Regions from separate parts of the Mus musculus genome. Here regions 2 and 3 are each linked to region 1. A link is a contact called in public promoter capture Hi-C data. All regions are on one chromosome and are shown on one strand. Each heading gives the region's core, a stretch centred on a gene start, on an enhancer-like site or on the middle of the called end of the contact. The rest is flanking DNA. Distances are from core to core; before and after follow the strand shown. Region 1 holds the start of Tcim (transcriptional and immune response regulator). Region 2 holds the start of Adam32 (a disintegrin and metallopeptidase domain 32). Region 3 holds the start of Adam3 (a disintegrin and metallopeptidase domain 3 (cyritestin)).

Region 1 (2,776 bases), core at 126-2,625:
GACATCTCCTGGGATTTTGTAGAAGTTCCCTGCCCGTTATGTGCTTGAGCAACTCTGGCGCATACTTATCCACAGTGAACATTTCTTTCAGGTAATAGGAAGACACTGTAATTTCACATAATAGTCATATCTTCAAGTAATAAATTAAAAGTTGAAGATAGCATCATTCTGATTATGCTGAGTGATTCCAAAGTAGCCTTCAAAACAAAAGGTTTTGAAAAATGCAAAAGGTTTTGACATATGCAAAAATGTCTCACTCCTTTCTCCTAGTGAGACATAAACTTTATTAAGGTAAAATAAATGATTTTATTTCTATTTTATTCATTTAATTTAATTCTGAGACAGGGCATTCATTCCTGTGTAGTTCAGTCTGTCCTGCAGCTTGCTAGCCTGCCTCAGCCTTCTAAGACAGATGGGGTTATAGGTGTGTGATTTTCTTGACTATAAGTGAAATAACATTAAAAGTCCATTCTAGTTTCTTGGAGGACCAGAAAGGAGAGTAGAGATTTGAATCATAAAGAGGAATCTCTAGGTCAGAGGAAGGTGACATTTAGCATAGAACAGCTGTACGTATCTGAGTCTTGTGGATAGCAAAAGTAATAGATTAAAAGCGTGTAATGAAGATAGCAGCATTCTGATAATGCTGAGTGACTCCAAAGTAGCCCTCAAAACAAAAGATCAGCTCATTCCTTGTGGGCATTAAGTACCCACAGCACCACCATTAACCTTTGCTCCTTGCTTTTGAATAGTTGTTGCTGTCAATACTTACACAAGCTGGGGAGCTACCATCTGCCGCTATTACTGTTTAAATTGCAGTTCCCAGCAGAAATTACATACAGCACTCAGGTACAGTTTGAGATTTGTGCTTTCGGGCTGAGCCATGTCAGTAAACTTTAGCTCCAGAGTCAGACTTCCTGTCCTCCCAAGCATTTTTTTTTTTCTTCTGACTTCCTCACCCTCACCCTGATAGGGACAGGCAAAAGGCACACAGACCTAGGCTGCCAGGGTCTGGCCCACACTTTAAAACTTTTGTACTAATTGAAACTCTGTTGAGCTTGGCAGAACTCCTTGTTTCAATCGTAGGCAAAGATTTGGAGCCTTTTCTTTTCTCTCTCTCTCCTGATTTCGGCTTCTGGAAGGAAGAGCCAGTTTGTAAGGCACAATGCCGTCTGAGGTGTAAAGAGGCAAGCTTGTAGCCAGCTATCTCTAAACAAGCTTTGAAATGCATTCTAGCATCCGGAGCCAGATCTTTGGCAAGGCAACTGTTAATGTTCTGTGGTTTTTTCCTCCCTGGGATCAATGTGACGTCACCAGTGTAATTTGAGTCCCGAGCTTTGTTCACCCTTTAAATAGCCGTCCTGGGACGATTTTTACAACAGACTCCCCTGGAAGTGCCCAAGCTGAGCCGTGGAAGACCCACATCGATGAAAGCCAAGCCAAGCCATCAAGCCACCAGCATGTCCTCGTCTCTTCGAGTAAGCCCGTCCATCCACGGCTACCACTTCGACACAGCCGCTCGCAAGAAAGCTGTGGGCAACATCTTTGAGAACATAGACCAGGAGTCCCTGCAGAGGCTCTTCAGGAACTCCGGAGACAAGAAGGCAGAGGAGCGGGCCAAGATCATTTTTGCCATCGACCAAGATTTGGAGGAGAAAACTCGAGCCCTCATGGCCCTGAAGAAGAGGACAAAAGACAAGCTTCTTCAGTTTCTCAAACTGCGGAAATATTCCATCAAGGTACACTGAGCACAGCAGGCTGGGCAAGAGCGTATCCACCAATGGACCTTTAAAGACCCAGTGAGCCTGCCAGCTCTGGCACGGGCAGTGTCCCGCGAAAAGGCTTGAGAGCTTCCTCCGACAGGACCCCGAGGATGGAAAGGGACATACATAACTCACCAGCTACACAGACTTGCAACTCATTGCAGCCCTGAGCTGTCCCACTGGGAGCCAAGTGCCTTCAGCAGGCGTTGAGAACTCTCACAGCAGGAAAGGACATAGCCTGAGAGGATGGAGGCACTGACCAGAACACTGCGTTTGTGGGGACTGAGTGCACGCACCCAGGGCCGTTGGCAAGGCCCTAAGACTAAACTCAAACCTAACTTGGTTTTTGTTCTTGTTGTTCGGTTTATTATTTTGTTTTCTTTTTTCTTTTCTTCCTTTTTTCTTTTTTTAAATATTGAAGTGGGGAGGGAGGGAAGAGAAGGAATATGAAGCATAAGTGGTTTACTGAAGTTTTGTGTGTTTTTTTTTTTAAATCTGAATGTTTAAAAATGTGGCTAAATCTCCGTGCTGTTTATTGGTCAAGATTTTTAGAGATCAGTAATTGTCTGCTTGCATTGAATACAATGGCTAAGACAGTGCACCCCCTGCTGTTAAAGTCAAAGAACTGGATGCCTGGCCCAGCCCAGTAAAACCCCACAGCATGGGCTATGTTTCTACAGGATTTGTACACACTTCAAAATGGTTTGCACAAAGCTGAAATAATGGGGCCCTTCATAAATCCGAAGGACTGTGAACAACTTTCGAATGTGCTTTTTAAAACTCTCTGACTAATGCTAAAATCTAATCTAATTAAATGTCCTCCAGACACTGTAGTAAGCATTAGGAAATGAATATGGGGGATTTTAGAAGGATGCTGTGGGTTTTTTAAAATTATTTATTATGCATTGTAAGTGATACATAGCCCTAATAAATTATTATCAACTTAGCTTCTCTTTGCTCTGTGGTGATCCGTCCCCAAGGGAAAAATATAGGATGGTAAATTTTGATCATTGTAA
Region 2 (2,776 bases), core at 127-2,626, 510 kb before region 1:
ATTTTCTTTATGCATCATGGTAAAGCATTGCAGCAGTGTTGTTTTGTTTGAAGTGCACACTCTATGGTACGAGGTGTTTAGTATACCCAAGCAGATAGGTGTCGATCGAACAGGAGCAGGGAGAATACTTCCAACAGTTGAGGTGTTACCAAACCACTTGAGAATTCATGAGCACTTTAACTCTAAACTCTGAATTTCAAAGCTTGATGTGAAGTCCTCTAGAATGTTTACATTTACTAAGGTGTGCTGGGTCCTGTCTCTTTTGACTAATATTTTCGTAAACATTAGGCTGGAGAAAGGAAGGAAGCAGTGGTTTCCTTAGATAACTACAGAATTATACTGGTCTCTGGGATTACTCTCTCAGCTGTATTAAAATGAATTTGTACTTTGAAAGGAATGATATTGACACTAAAATTTTAAACATTTAAATTTTTTCATAATCTTTCATAAAGAAGTTTAATAATAGGTATATTAACTGAATTTCATTAGTTTTTTAAAATAATATTGTTTGTGTATATATACATATTAAAATAAAAACATTTACAACAAATAAAATACTTGAAATTCTTGTTTTGTCGTCCTCTTTATAAATACATAACTATTTGGGTTCTTCTTAATTTCAGTGTTAGGGCTTTTGGCAAATGTGACTGCACTTAAGGAAAACACATTAAAAGATAGACTGTTCATTTTTTTTTTTTTTTCAGGATACTCAAGTACTTTAGCAGTTGGGTGTGTACTAACACTGGTGAACCAGCCCTAGTGAGAAATATGGCGGTGTTGAAGGCCACAAGCCCTCAGAAATACTAAGGAGAAAGTAGTTTACTGACAGGACTCTTGACTTAAGAAGCATGTGACTAGGGCGCTGCCATTCCAGCTAGGACAAAGGCTAAAATGTAGGTTCTTATGTCAAGGATCTGCCATTGCTGTATAAATTAACCATTCTGGTAAGCTCCTAAAAAAGGAAGGTATATGAATTTTAACTGAAGTGCCACGGAGAACCAGGTTGGAAGGAAGCCTGGCGGTCCATGGGAGCAGTGTGCCTGTGGAAATGTAGACCCCAAGGAAGAAAATCAGTTTAGGCTTTCTTGAAAAATTTGTCCACGCATCTTAAAATGCAGTCGTAGTTTAGCCTTAGAAAGAGTATAAACGTATGTGTGTACTTTTTTGACCTGAGCGCCCTCGCAGCCTCTCCAGTACTGCGCATGCGGGTTTCATTGCGAAGCAGCCTGGCTCTGTTAGAGCTGGGGTAGGTGGTGGAGGGGGAGGATGGAGGCGGGGTAGGGGGTTAGGGCGCTCCAAGGACGTGGCCCACGGTGGCCCCTGGCACGTGCCCCACAGCCCCGCGCAACGGCTTTACAACTGTCTAGGTACTCCAGGAGACGCCATGCTGGGCGCCATGCTGCACACACTGCTGCTGCTGCTGCTGGCCGAGCTGGGGGCCTTGCTGGCATCAGGACCCGGTGAGCGCTCCGCAAGGCGGGTTCTCTGAGATTGGGGGCACTTTTCTTGTAGGTCTGTCGTGCACATCATAAAGCTCAAAAAATGGACCCCAAAAGAACACTTCCCAACAGCTTCTGGAAACCACTTAAACTAAAAAAACAAATACCCAGTTTCCACAAGATAACTTTACTAACACGATGTACATGCAATAATAGTTCTTCTAGAAATAGGAAAGAAAAGACATTAAGCCACAAACCCCCAGGCTCAGAGAAAATGCAGCGGTGCGTGGAAGCTGGGAAGGGGCAGAATCTTGCTTAAGTTTTGGAATCAAGTAGGGCTCGGCTACTTGACAGGCAATGATCAAGCTGTTGTGAGTCCAACTGTCCAGCAGGTGCCAGTCCAACGCTTGCCTCTAGCTCTGAGGTCTGCTAATTTGTTGAAGCTGTGGAATGCATCTTTTGAAAGGTGAAGAAGGCATGGTTGGGGCTCTGAGTGTTCTCTTCCTGGTTTATTAGAAGTAAAGAATAAAGAATGTATAGCAACATCTAAAATATCAGCCTCATATCCTTTAGGTGTTAACACGCTTCAAAACTAAGAACCGTTCTTGGGGGGGGGGGGGGAGTAGAAAGTTGGCGTCGCTTTGCATTTTGTGGATCTCCTGAACCTGTGCTTCAATAAAGGACAACTAGGTTGTGTAGCTACTGCTTCCAGTCTTGTGCTGCAGGCTTGAGTAGAAGTGCAAGAAGGAGAACTTTAGAAGCCTTTTCAAGTAGTTGTGAGCTCTCTGCTTACTACACTCACACTGGACAAACGGAAAAAGAATAGTTGCAACGTAGAATTCAAAAACATACCAGCGCCGAAACACACCAGCGCCGGGCGTGGTGGCGCACGACTTTAATCCCAGCACTCGGGAGGCAGAGGCAGGTGGACTTCTGAGTTCCAGGTCTGCCTGGTCTACAAAGTGAGTTCCAGGACAGCCAGGGCTATACAGAGAAACCCTGACTCGAAAAACAAAACAAAACAACAACAAACAAAACAAAACAAAAACACACCAGCAAGCTTTACTATTCTTTATTTTTAATTAAAATATATCACTAATTCTTTTCCATTTCCTCCCTCTAATCTGTCCACCCCAACTCCCTTGCCTTTTTATTTAATATATACTAAATCTCTCTCTCGATATCTATATCTATATCTACATAGATATAGATATGTATATACCAGCAAACTTCATGAAATTCAATTGGATATAAATATTGAATTTTGATTATTTTATGTATGCATATTTTAATATTTTAATCTATTATCTTTAATTTTTAAAACTGTGGGAAATACA
Region 3 (2,776 bases), core at 176-2,675, 290 kb before region 1:
GATACCTGGGTTCCAGGACACCGTTGTGGCTATCTCTAAGGAACATGGAATTTGGCTTGTCCTTTAATAAATATGGTGACTACCTATAAAATCGATTACACCTGTTTGACTACAAAGGGATGGAATTTATCTTTAGTCTGCCATAAACTTGAGTGCATATTTAATAAATATAAAAAGTTTTATTAAGAAGGGGATTTAGGAGGATAAATGGGAGATTTTTTTTTTCTGCAGAAGCTTTTATTTTCAAAGATAAAAAGAATTTTTCAGTATTTTCTTTTCTCCTCGTGAGTTGGCATCTGTAGCCTGATTTATGTGGAGTTCTCCTAAATGGACCAGTCTTCTTGACTGATCTCTTGTCAAGATTGTAACAGATTTTTTCTTGAGATTCCTGTGTAGCCCTAGTCAAACCCTTGGAAGAAGTCATTCAGTAATCCAGTTATTCTTCACCATAAATACAACATCCTTTCTGTTGAGCTATGTGGGGGTGGGGGGCATCTTAATACAATCACACAGAAATTTGTACATCTTACTATTGATTCATTTATAGTTTCTATGTATGACAACTCTTACATCTGCCTTCCTGTTTGTACCTCATTCAGAAACAAATACAGTATCCATAATGTTTGATACCCAGGCCTATTGCTTGTTGGCCTTCAGAAGTTCAAAGGTGGAGTTAAATTTGAATTATTTGAATAATCTACATTAATCAGGTGAAAGCAATAATAATGTTACTCAATAAGCACATGTTTCTGATTTTGGCTACATACTAACCTCCATGAAATATAATAAAATCACGACTAACACTTACCATAACTTTTGTGACCTATGTAAAATTTTAAGAATGTCTTAAGGCTCCAGTTAGGAAGTTATGCACTAAAAGTGGCCACACAATTGAAAGCCGTTATAATTTGCTGTCAGTTATTAGGTCATTTTTTTTCAGTATATGAAAAACATCTGGCCTTATGAAATATTGAAATACTAAAATAAATATATGACACAACACAAACCAGGGCAAATTCTTCAGTAAACAAGAGAGGTTTAATTTTTATTGTTGTTCATCATTAGCTACAACAGCTATTTCTTGACAAAAACATTACAATGTTTAGGAAGCACTCATGAAAAATTAAAAATTTTTATTGTCTAGTTTCTGTTTTCTTTTACAAAATGGGAACGGTATTCATTTTATTTTACATGTAAATATTGTGTGTAAAGGCATACAGGCCGTAGCATGCGCAGAAAGAACTGGGACTAGGTAGCTGGTGACAGGGCTCATGAGCTGGCAGCTCTTTCAGAGTCCAGCGTTCATGTGGGGCAGCTTCAGGCATCCTCTGACGTCTGCAGGGAAAAGGTTGAGTCATCTGGGCTCTGGTCACAGAGCTGCTGTGGCACCCTCACCGTGGGCCTTCCTGTTCGTACTTCCTGTTCTGTCTCTCCTGCTCCCGAAGAGCTCAGGCGCAGGGGCCACGAGCTGCTGCCGTTGCATCAACTGACACCACCGTGGCAAAGTCAGCAGCCACACCATGCTGCCCTTATTCCTAGTCCTCTCATACCTAGGCCAAGTGATCGCTGCAGGCAAAGGTAAGCAAAGTCGCTGCTGGGCAGGGGACCACCTGTCAACAGGCCATCTGCCATGCTGGCTCCACAGTCTTTACTCCTGGAAGTTCAGAACAGGCTAGTGAAGGTGCATCAGAGCCCCACCCAGCTCCAGGGTCCAGGGGTTCAGCGGCCCATCTCTCCCTGCTAGTGGGAGAATTCAGCCCAAAGATCGTTGACCCTCCTTTGCTGAGAACATCTGTAAAGTGGGAGGAGACGGGGAGGGAGGAAGAAAGCTAGAGGCCCGTATGTCCCACGTGTTCTCTGCTTGGCTAGAGGACCATAGCCAAGACAGGTGCACTCACTGTCGCTCTCTCTGCAGACGTAGAAACACCACTTCTGCAGATCACAGTACCAGAGAAAATCGACACCAACATCCAGGATGCCAAGGAGGCAGAGACACAAGTAATTAAGAAACCGGATATTTGGAAAATGACGGGTGTTTATTTGTACTCTACTTCTGGTCCACATCAAAGAATTCCTACATAGCCATTTTGAAATTCTGTTTATGCCTAATTTAGTGTGATAAAGATTGTTGATCTGAGGCAGGGCAAAGGTCTCGGTTTTCTTGGACTTCCCAAGAGGAGTGTGAACATTGCCCAACTGTTTTATGTAAGACTCAAATGCTTTAGCTTCTGGTCTCCACACTGCCATGCATAGCTTACACGGCCACTAGTTATATATTCTTATAGGCGAGACTATACTAAAATTTATGGTGCATCATGATTTTTTAAACTGGTACCATAAATCCCTCCAAGCCCATAAATGCACGCGTTTTAAATCCTTCGGAAAGCAGAACAGTAAAGCATAAATTATAAAAATCATTCTAAAGACCAAAAAGAGATGCGTATTAAAGTAAGTGTCCATCTGCATACGTTCTGAGATACTCATTTTAACCAACTGAACTTTTAGTCACATACATTTTTTTTAATGACTCGATATGGCAATATTGTCTTTCTTCTTCTACAGTGTTACCTCATAGGTGTATAAAACTTCTGACCAGCAGAGAGCCTCAAGTTTTCTCAGAGCCATTTCCATAGGATGTCCGCAAAGTGGTTCGGAATGTTTTTAGTTCTTCCCAAGTCAGACAAGTGTTTCCTACAAAAGTCAGCACACTGACATCAATCATCGTCTCATGCTGCCCTAAATCATCTGCTTACAGTCTCCCTGCTTTTGTATTCTT

What was found. Promoter capture Hi-C pulls out the DNA fragments that hold promoters and counts their contacts.
Region 2: a contact with region 1 is called in a promoter capture Hi-C map of embryonic stem cells, with 7 times the contacts expected there. The contact joins the promoter of Adam32 here to the promoter of Tcim in region 1. A contact is called at or near these places in 6 of 39 promoter capture datasets (the 3T3-L1 cell line, embryonic stem cells, hippocampal neurons and 2 more) and 1 of 9 other capture datasets (embryonic stem cells).
Region 3: a contact with region 1 is called in a promoter capture Hi-C map of stem cell-derived epiblast-like cells, with 6 times the contacts expected there. The contact joins the promoter of Adam3 here to the promoter of Tcim in region 1. A contact is called at or near these places in 3 of 39 promoter capture datasets (embryonic stem cells, hippocampal neurons and stem cell-derived epiblast-like cells) and 1 of 115 datasets of contacts at active chromatin or transcription factors (embryonic stem cells).

Annotation. Positions count from the first base shown.
Region 1 is chr8:24,437,545-24,440,320 of GRCm38.p6, reverse strand. It overlaps Tcim (transcriptional and immune response regulator), which reads left to right and starts at 1,375. Exons shown (of 1, transcript NM_026931.3): 1 at 1,375-2,776. The coding sequence starts at 1,425. The coding sequence ends at 1,745.
Region 2 is chr8:24,947,404-24,950,179 of GRCm38.p6, reverse strand. It overlaps Adam32 (a disintegrin and metallopeptidase domain 32), which reads left to right and starts at 1,376. Exons shown (of 22, transcript NM_153397.2): 1 at 1,376-1,460. The coding sequence starts at 1,385. It overlaps Adam9 (a disintegrin and metallopeptidase domain 9 (meltrin gamma)), which reads left to right. Exons shown (of 22, transcript NM_001270996.1): 22 at 1-569.
Region 3 is chr8:24,724,501-24,727,276 of GRCm38.p6, reverse strand. Adam3 (a disintegrin and metallopeptidase domain 3 (cyritestin)) reads left to right here and starts at 1,425. Exons shown (of 22, transcript NM_009619.5): 1 at 1,425-1,578; 2 at 1,916-1,998. The coding sequence starts at 1,521. It also overlaps a transcript of Adam5 not described here.